Regions from separate parts of the Xenopus laevis genome. Here region 1 is linked to region 2. The links are chromatin contacts, called in public Hi-C maps. All regions are on one chromosome and are shown on one strand. The core of a region is the stretch at or near the end of the contact, and the rest is flanking DNA. Distances in the headings are between cores, read along the strand shown. Region 1 holds the start of krt12.4.L (Keratin 12, gene 4 L homeolog). Region 2 has its middle 4.0 kb from the start of trnac-gca.

Region 1 (5,468 bases), core at 1,249-3,748, 110 kb after region 2:
GCAGAGTTAGGGTAGGACTCCACAAGTGATTCATGCGACAAAAATAAGGTAAGAGATTGAATTGTTGCATGATGTTGCAGCGTTAATCCGGCGCGACACGACTGTTGGATGTAGACGCTGCTCGCTGTGTCTGCATCCGATGCATGCGTTTTGTCGCATCGCGAAAAAATTGCTGGTGGAGTCCTACCCTAAGTTTTTCTTATGTAAATGCCAATAATATGATGATCCGGCCAGTTGAACCTGGGGTGAAATTCTGTCTGTGTATTTATGGTCTCAGCAAATACATGTGACAGGTAATGGGATCTGTTATCCAGAAACCTGTTATCCAGAAATATCTGAATTCCAGGAAGGCCGTCTCCCAGAGACTCCATTTTAAATCCCATAATTCTAATTTTTAAAACTGATTTCCTTTTTCTGTGTAATAATAAAACAGTCGCTTGTACTTGATCCCAACTAAGATATAATTAATCCTTATTGGAAGCAAAACCAGCCCATTGGGTTTATTTCATTTTTATATGATTTTCTAGTAGACTTAAGGCATGAAGATCCAAATGAAAGAAGATCCGTTATCTGGAAAACCCCAGGTCCTGAGCATTCTGGATAACAGGTCCCTTAACTGTACTTGAGCTCAAGACATAATTAATCCTTATTGGAAGCAAAACCAGTTTATTGGCTTTATTTAATGACATTTACATGAATGTTAATTAGACTTAAGGTATAGAAATCGAAATAAGGGAAATATTCCTTATCTGGAAGACCTCAGGTCCCAAGCACTCTGGGTATACCTTATTAAGGATCTATAGGGTGACAAGGTGTGTGTAGAGATTAGGAATTGCTGGGATGGAATTCAGATGAAGGCAATTACTCAGTGGATAGTATGTTTATTATAATGTTGAAGTGATGTTTTGGGGCAGTTGGTCTTCATTGTTTTATTTTGTAGTATTTGCCTTCCAGTTTGGCTTTTCAGTGACCTTGTCAAGCAGATTAATCCTGAGGCTGGTTACTTGGATTTCTGTTTAATCTTCCAGTCTGTTGGTCAAACCATTGCCTGGTTTCTATGTGCCCCAATAACAACCAGACAACTGTTTCAATTCCAGAGCAGCAGAATAAAAATCTAAAGACCAAAAGGCTGCCCCTTTTATAAAGTCCTAAATATAGAGTTGTACACTTTAAAACCAAGGGCTTTAATATAGAATTCGGTTCTCTTTTAATGGTTTATAGACAAAGATTTTTTTTATTGTTCCTGTTGGCTATTTATAAGCATCTGATAAAAAAAAGGTCTCTTGAAACTTATCAGTGTGTAAATAGATTTTTCCAGGAAATTTTAGCAAAATTTTGGGAAATGTTTTTACACATAAGCTGAAATCAATGCATTGAAATCCACAATCTCCGAGTTTATGCTCAAAATGTCAAGCTTGATTGTCAGCGCTCATTTCTAATTCCGTCACTCACATTTATTTATTTATTTATTTATTCATGTATTTATTTATTTTTACGACTTGCAATTTTGGAAGAGGAATGCTGCTCCTTTCACTTAGTGACCCTCCAGCCCTGGATGAACCTGTCGAACAGCAGCGAGTTCTGAGCACCCTGGCCTCCTTCAGATGAAAATAATTTGTGTAATTACCAGTAACTGTACCATAAAATGATTTAACATCGCTTTTCAGTCATCAATGAGTGAACCAATCTAATCTCGATTTGTGATAGGCTTATGACCAAAAGGAGTGTTATTTAAATATATAGTTATCAATTCTGACATTGTTCACATTAGTCCCTGCCCCAGTGGAGCTTACGATCTATGGTTTCTGTCACATTCACATAGTAGGGTCAGGTTATGAGATTCAGCAGATTTCTGTTTTATCCTTACATAGGCAACTGTTCTGGTAAATAAATATTGGTTCACTGGATGGCATCTATAAATGCTTATAACATGTGCATAACATATACTCCACTGGTCCATAACGCAAAACCCAGACCCCTTGTGCACCTCTAACGGACCTCTAACTCAAGCTGACCTCTGTGACATTACTATACTTGCTTGAGAGAAATTTAACATTTTTGAATGTACTTACAGTATAGTTAAAAAGAAACGTTGACTATATTGTGTGTTTTACGCATTGGAAAATGTTTTTGGGTGAAAATCTCATTTTAGTTTTCTATAAATTGTAGTGAATTAACAGACGTAGAAAAAGCTGCAGATCTTGCTGAAGGAAGCCTGGAGCAAGGTGAGAGTGGTGCTGCAACATCAAGTGAAAATCTTCCAAGAATTTGGCCCAACCAGTTTGTAACCAAGTTTTTGTTTAACAAACACCCTGAGGCTACGTAACTGAATCAAGGCGATTATCCATCTCTCGATCAGTGCAGTGACCTGGCCAAAAAAAGGAATTTTCCATATAGGAGGACGTCCGGTTTGGGAAAAGGACCACCCACCCCAGCATGTGTATATATGTGCATGTACTGGAAGGAGAAAGTTGCATCCTTGCACTCTTTTTTGTCCTAGCTGACTAGTCAGAGAATATCTACCAATAAACATCCATCATGACTTCCTATAGGTCCAGCTCTGCTTCATACTATTCAGGCTCATCTAGCAAAGGTGGCTTTGGAAGCCACAGCTTGGCTGGCAGCAACAGCTATGGAGGCAGCAGCAGCTATGGAGCAGGAGGCAGCAGCTTTGGAGCAGGCTTCAGCAGTGGTGTGGGTTCTGGCTTTTCATCCTCTGGAGGTAACTTTGCCATGGCAGAAGCAGCTAGTTCCAGCTTTGGTGGAAATGAAAAGCATGCCATGCAGAATCTCAATGACCGTCTCGCTTCCTACCTGGAGAAAGTGAGAGCCTTGGAAGCCACCAATAGCGACCTGGAAGGGAAGATCCGTAACTGGTACGATAAGCAATCAGATGCAGGCATTGGTGCTGGGTCTAAAGATTACAGCAAATATTTTGAAATCATCGCTGAGCTGAGGAACAAGGTATAACTGTCTTTTGTACTTACTTTTTAATATTTCTATATATCAACTACAGTTTATGCAGTATTTTCAACTAAGCATGTCGTTAAAGGCTATAGTAGAAATGTTTATCTCGGACTAGAAAAGTGATGTCGTAACTCCCAGCATTCTCCAGGTGGGAGTGCTACTAATGCCCAGAACCCAGCTTGCCTGATTTCCATCTTTGCTTATAATACCTGTATTTAATTTCCAATATATCTAGAAAATAAGTGGAACTGTAATGTCTGTGTAATATTGGTCAGTTTTAAACCCCATTTAAACATTTTAATTGGACACACCCAGAATCCAAACCGTTACTTGCCTAAGGCAGGGGTGGGAATCCAACCTTTTGTGCCCATAACACCTTCCACAAAATATACAGAATGTATACTTCCAGAGGACAAAGTCTTCATTATTTATTTATTTATTTTTTTAGATTCGAGCTGCAACTATTGATAATGCTACAGTGACTCTGCAAATTGACAACGCCAGACTGGCTGCTGATGACTTCAGACTTAAGTAAGTTGTAAACGATTGACTTTTCCAATATCCGTGAAACTTAGATGTGGTGTCCCCAAATAAAGCAGGATTAGGGTGCGCCTAATTTGATCAAGGCCGTGGCCTGAATAGTGTTTTTGGTTTTATTTTAAATTTGGGAATCCTCCTAGATATGCATAGGGGTATTGTTACACTGGTACACCTGGGGGAACCACACAGACAAAGGGTAAACATACACATGAGTTCTACTGCTCAACTCAACTGGTCACTGATTTTTGATGATTTCTCCCCCCCCCCCTTTTAAGGTTTGAGAATGAGCTGGCTCTTCGCCAGAGTGTGGAGGGTGATAGCAATGGCCTTCGTAGAGTCCTAGATGAGCTGATACTCGCTAGAGGGGACTTTGAGTTGCAGATTGAGAGCTTGACTGAAGAGCTGGCCTACCTCAAGAAGAACCACGAGGAGGTGAGCTGATGGGACACACAACCTGCTCTCCCTAAAACCTTTAGTTGTAGAGTTCTATATGATGCTAAATGACTTTTCATTAATGTCTGTTAAGAAAAATGTACTCAAGTGCTTTGATTTGGTTATATAGGAGATGAGCCATGCAAAGAGCCAGAGTGCTGGCAAAGTGAGCGTAGAAATGGACGCTGCTCCAGGTGTGGATCTGACCAGCATTCTGAATAACATGAGAGCTGACTATGAAATATTGGCTGAGAAGAACCGCAGGGATGCAGAGTTATGGTTCAACCAGAAGGTATCCATTTTATTATAAATCCAGCTATTAAAGCAATGAAGGTCTCAATGTAATAGTGTTTGTAACTATATGTAGGGAGTATGGGATATGTCTCGTCTAGCCTCTACCACCATGCCCTTGTAAGTGAGAGGATTCTAGAACCTCATGGAATTTTTTGTCTCTAATAATTTAGACCAGCATAAGGCCCCGTGTAGTCTTTCTGCACAAACCCCTGGTGAGCTAGTATCCTTATACAGCAGGGTCCCATTTTACACTATATGGTGTCTTCAAATACATACTGGCCTATATGTAGAGATGCAATGAGTATACCTAAGTAGTTATTTCTGGCAATGCTTAAGTGGATTTCTTGGATATCTAAAAGTGTATGTTATTATTATAGAGTGGTGAGCTGAAGAAAGAGATTTCCGTTGGTGTTGAACAAGTGCAGGCCAGCAAGAGTGAAATCACTGAGCTGAAACGGTCACTTCAGAGCTTGGAAATTGAGCTGCAATCCCAACTGGCAATGGTAAGTCAGAATCTTAACATTTCAAAATTAAATATAGATGGTCATTTCAAGAACACATCATTAAACCACAATTTTTCTTCCCATCCTCCCCCCCCCCAGAAACAATCGGTTGAAGGTAACCTGAACGAACTACAAGGCTTCTATTCATCACAACTTCAACAAATTCAGAACACTATCGGCAGCCTAGAGGAACAGCTTCTGCAGATCAGGTCTGACATGGAACACCAGAACACAGAGTACAAGCTCCTCCTTGACATTAAGACCAGGCTGGAAATGGAAATTCAAACATACAGGCGCCTGCTGGAGGGAGAACTGGGGTGAGTTCATTGTAAAGAAAATAGGCAAAACTCACTTGGATCACATTGATAGCAACCATTGTATAGTTACTGTACTGTAGAAAAGTCTTGTCCTTCTCAACAGCAGTAATTGAAAAAGCCCTCACAATATTCCTAAAACATTTTATGGGCCTGCCCATGCTTTCTCTTGGAACAGTAACCCTCAACTTTCAAGAAACTTGTCTGTTTCGAAAATAGAACATTCCCCCCCCCCTTTATATATCATATTTAATGTATTCTGTTTTTCTTGTTTCTACAGACAGGTGACCACAGTGGCAAATGCAAGTTCTGTGGAGTCTAAAACAGGTAACTGTGAAAACTTTTATATTTATAACTCCTTAAGACAAGACTGCTTAAATCAATAAAATGGAAACTCAAATACAAAACAACCCAGTTC
Region 2 (5,271 bases), core at 1,095-3,594:
AATATCCCTGGAAATTCCATGAAGCCAGGGCGTTAACTTCCATACAAACACTATTTACAATGTCAGAATGAAAATCTATCATGCGCTTAAGACATTTTGAAGCTATCAATATCTTTTCTAACACCTCAGTGCAATAAGCAGAACGTTTTATGCCTGAATGGATAATTCAAAAGGCACCTGTGTCATCCGTACGCCACATGGATAATAATGGATGGAATATTTATTTCCTCTTAACATCTGGCAGAATGTCAGGGCTGAATTATAAAGTGGTAACAGAAATTGTAGCTTCCACAAATCCTTAACAAAATAGTTATGCATTCATGATTCATGCGCAGATGCACCTTCTTACTACTCATATCATGTAAACCGAGTTATGCTGGATGCAGCCAACAAAGAATCTTTCTTTCCCAACTGCTAATGCTTATTGTGTTCATTTCCAGAGCTGAATATGATAGTGTAGTTCTCAAAGCAATGGAATAACAGGTCACTAATTGTTCCATCTATAGACATAAGTATAAGGAGATGGACTTTACATATAGGAAAGTGACAATTTGTGCAAAGTGTCAAGTGTTACCTGATGGAAAACTGGCTTAGGCTGCACCTGCATGTGCCTCCAGATGTTTGTACTTGATAAGGCTTGGGAATGATGGTGGTTTTTGATCACTTCCATCACACACAAGATTGTCCCACTTGGATGTTATTTTATAAACCTTTAAGGGACATGGTAAGGTCATTTACAAACACATGTGCAATGCCCAAAGTGCAATTTTGGATGCAAATCACCATGTTTTATTAACCACAGTGCAGCACGGTGTTCAGTAATAACAAATGCATCAGCCTGGTGCACACCCCATAACTATGTACTGTATGTCAGGGTTTATTAGGTATACAGCGCAGTGTACAATACAAGTATATATTTAGTGTTCTTTCAGATACATCTCAGAACAATGAAACCCGTGTATACAGTACACTCAGTAACGTAGTCCCCGTCCCCCTCCGTACGTGATTTTCGGCCCAGATTTCAGTGGCGCGCGAGCCCGTCCTGAGAGGGTGCGGGCCCTGGCCCGTTCGCACCCCCTGCTCCCCCGCCACTGCACTCACTGTGTAAATAATTCACTCCAAAAGGGAAGTCAATAGAAAGGAACTGACTTTCCCAGGATTAGCCGGTGCAACAATCAACACAGGGTGAGGTTTGGGGAAGGTAATAAAAATCACAAATGGAAGGAAATGCATATTAAATATGAGCAAACAAAAAAAAAACAATACCAGTTAAACTTTCAGTATTTCTATAGCAGAATCAAGGGTATTTTCCCACAATACTAATAGAATTATTATTGGGTTCAGAGGAACAGCACTTTGCTTTTCTGAGGCAGGGGAGGTATTTGTTTGGCTTATGGCGGTGCATCCACAACATTGTGGGTTTATTTTTTTTCTTCTCCTTATAGAGTAGTGTACTGCTGCCCCCTGCTGCCTCAAAACAACTGTCCACTGGGTTAGACATTTTTTATTCATTAGCTAAGAGCAGAAAAGGAGCAAAGTGCAAAAATTAGCCCATTCTCCCATGTTGTATTTCCGCACCATGCACGTTACCCCAAATTCCTGTCTCATTGCACCTACAGTGAGTTGTCTTAAAGGTTTCTGTATCCACATCATTATGGGTGAATATATCTAAAGTCGCATGGGACACAGAACAAAGATTTCCACCTCACAAACCTTTCCTACATTCAGGTATCATTAATTGCAGGGTTTTCTATATTGTAAAATTGTACAGCCATGCCTATCCTAGTCGTGATTTATAAATAAAGTTTACCATACTTGTACACAAAAACAAATCTTACACTAAAATACTGGCAAGATTCTATGTACTGTTCCGCTGTGTATCCATGAGGTGGCAGAATTGGCACATTTGTTAGAATCGGTTATTCCTCTTACTTAGACAACAATTGTCTTTTATTATCCTGCGTTTGTTTATTTCCGTGGTTTGAAATTTTCGGGAACAAAGAAAATAACTGTGCCCAGTTACAGACAGATTTTTGGATTTATGGCCAAAATGTAATTGCTTGTTATGGTTGAGTAAATGCTATATGAGAGAGAATGAACTCCTTTTGAGGTTAAGAAAGATTCAGCAGAGTATGGGACCCATTATTCAGAAACCCCTTATCCAAAAAGCTTCAAGATGCCAGAACACCATTACTCATAATGTCTCATTTATGAACCATGGGTGGAGGGCTGGTCTGCTTCCTCTGTAGGAGGGTCCACGGGTGATCTGTGATGCACATGAAATAGGGGGGGGGGTAACCCATGATTGTTTTTTTTTGCTGTGAGTGACTTGTGATTTTGTTGGGCAGTGGGAGCCTGAAACAAATTTGGGGGCCTTGACCCCTTTCTATTTCCTATTGGGGTTAGAGTATGTGTGAATGCATCAGGTAATGATAATGGCCAGTTAGATCATTTGAACTGCAACCAATAGAATTTCTCTCTTGTTCTGCTGTCCCAATTGAGGCAGGGTAACCCTTGTGCACATCACCTGCAGTTGCTCCAGACGCAGAACAGTTGCATCAGATTCAAAGGTCCTTTGTGCTCACAATAACTGTGGAATTCTGGGAAAAAAGCACTGCATTGTAGGGAAAAAAAACATGGCGATTGTGCTTGGAATTGCACTTTGTTCACTGAATCTGCAGGCAGTGTAAGACTAGGACACCAGGGCCCACCCAGAAACCTTAGACCAGGGGCCCACCAAGAAAATTAAGACCAGGGGCCCACTCTCAATACTAAATATTCTTCCTCTCCTCACTCAACCTCTATTCGTCTAGTCTCTTTTAGTTATACATACTATAACCTATTATTCCATCTATTTAGCCTCTTTGTTCTTATAGAAACTGGGATTGGCCATGAAATAGGCCAAATGTTTAGCAGCACAAGGGCCTACTGACACCTGACCCTGGTATTCCTGTGGGTCAGTCCGACACTGCTTGCAGATGTATATGAGCCATTGTGTTCATTATACACAACTTCCACTAAAAAGACTTGTCACTTATGCAAACTATAAATTATATTATCAACATTTAGGTCACTGTCACTTTTGTCTTCATGCAAAATCAGTAAGGCTCTTGCACATCCACCAGAGGGAGTATAAACAGCATGAAAGTATTTCTCTTGGGACTTTCTGTTGTTAAACCACCAGTATTTAAATTATTGACTCTCAAGCTGCTGTGATATAGTTTCAAAGGGCTACACGTTGTTCAGAGCAGAGCTTTATTTAATGTATTATTCATTTGTTGTACTCACTCAAGAACATGATTTTTCCCATCTCCTACGCTATAAAAAGATAATGATTTATGTGTTACTCCTTTTAAATAAATGTAAATTATAATATTACACCCTATAAGTCTAGCAGACAAGTCAACCAGGATAGTAAACAAGGGTTGCTTGCCAGTAGAGCTGCCCATCCGGTCTGAACGTGAATTACTAGTATTTTAAATGTCATGTTATCGCACTAACTTGATTCAAGCAACAGAAAACTTGAAGGATCCAGGAACATTCCTTCATTTTTCTACAGCCTTCATATAGGCTCCAAGGATCTCTTACCTTCCTGAAACTGGTATCTGCAATTTATTACTAAAACTGGGTACACCCGGTTATTATGTAAGTGGAAAATAATAGAAGGGAAGGGTAAGTAAGTCCTACATTCCATTACGGACAAACCCTTCCTTTCTCTAGAACTGCACCTGTCGTCTCCATCCCCATCTCATAGCTGGAGAGCAGTAGACTTTTCATGGTAGACAATTGCTTCAGATTGCTCATTACCAATTCTAAGAAGGTTCTTTTATAAACAGTTATACCAAATAGAATTGGTAAGGAAACTAAATTAAATATACAGTAGGAGGGAAAACAGTTGGCTGAACAGGTGAATACAGTGCAATTGGTCCTGCACAGGCATTGACAAATGTTATTGTTCCATTAATTTGGGACCTACAGACAGAACAATCAGCAGAAAGCCAAGAGGAACATCTTCCATGATCTTCCATAGACAAAGGACATCAGCAGATTACAATTTCTGTATGGACAGATCAACGGCAATCTAACAGGATCACAAAAGGGTCTGTCAAACATGAGCAGCCCGCCAAGTACATGCTCTGACAGTGGAGTACCATGGTCAATATCAGGCTAAAAGCTAGCTAGTCCAGTTTAGATCCAGGCCAAAAGTTCTCTTGGCAATGTGACAATAAAAAAAAGTCTCCAAAGTAAAAAAGAAAAGCCATCAAAAAGTCATGATGGATGTCTGGGAGAATTCTACACAGCCTCAATATGCACCTTCACAAATACACAGTTTTTTTGCATAGCGATCTGATGATGATGTGTAGGGTATTTGATCATTTTTTTTTTCACATCATTTGGTAAATGGTTTCCATAATGAGGATTAAATTGTTACTAAGGCTAATATCATGCATCATGTTTTCTCCACCAGTGTAAATATACTGGTAGAGAAAACTGATCCACTGCCTTGCACAATCTTTAGCATCTGCTGCAAGGCATGTGGGGGTGTGGATTTAAGCACAAAAATACAAAGTATAAATTTTTGCCTCAAATAAAATGCATACGAAAGACAGGACACAAAGCAGTGGATCAGGAACATACCAGCAGAGAAAATGCCATGTGTCACTCTGGCCTAGAGTTAATTATGCACAAAACATTTCCATTTAAGTGAGGTTCTTACTTGTACATTTCATTCTAATGATCTATTTATTAATAGAAGAGAGTGCTACCCTCTCAATGATAATAATAGTCAATCATTATGCTTAATTAAAAAGGGCAATCTGCATGTTAATTGTATCAACGAGTCCAAATACCCAGCAGTTGAGTAGATCAGTTTGTGGAGATGTGAGTGGGGAAGTGGCAACACATTTTGTTTGTGTAACCATCTGCTTCAGAAACCCTGATGAGACCAGGTCTCTATCTAGTTCACTGTCCACCACCCACCATCTTACTGCTCACAGTCATGCCCCCTTGACATTATACTCAGCATTTGAGTTTCAAAATTAGAGAAAAGTAGTCAATACCATAGCACCATGTTGGTTTTAATGCATAGCCCCTTATCTGCCCAAAACCTGGGATTCTATCAATCCCAACCCAATTTAGGCTCCCAGAACCACTGGGAGGTACTTTTACATGGCAAAGTCTTGCTCAATGTGTTTTCTATTTTTCCAGACCTACAAACTTTCCCTTCTGTGAACCTTCTGTGACTTGGTTCCATTCATGGCCCCTGTCTCA

The links. A called contact is a pair of places that touch in the nucleus more often than the background predicts.
Region 1: a Hi-C map of the XTC cell line shows a contact between it and region 2, with 2.6 times the contacts expected there. The contact joins the promoter of krt12.4.L here to the enhancer-like site in region 2. A contact is called at or near these places in 3 of 4 Hi-C or Micro-C datasets (the XL177 cell line, the XTC cell line and animal cap).

What each region holds. Positions count from the first base shown.
Region 1 is chr9_10L:1,277,218-1,282,685 of Xenopus_laevis_v10.1, forward strand. krt12.4.L (Keratin 12, gene 4 L homeolog) reads left to right here and starts at 2,499. Exons shown (of 8, transcript NM_001086376.1): 1 at 2,499-2,964; 2 at 3,416-3,498; 3 at 3,783-3,939; 4 at 4,070-4,231; 5 at 4,611-4,736; 6 at 4,836-5,053; 7 at 5,331-5,377. The coding sequence starts at 2,539.
Region 2 is chr9_10L:1,169,652-1,174,922 of Xenopus_laevis_v10.1, forward strand. No RefSeq gene overlaps it. Among protein-coding and RNA genes, the nearest start is that of trnac-gca, 4.0 kb to the right of the region's middle. Within about 2 kb of position 2,345, at least 1 of the 7 cell types and tissues checked has an H3K27ac peak or open chromatin away from gene starts, as enhancers often do.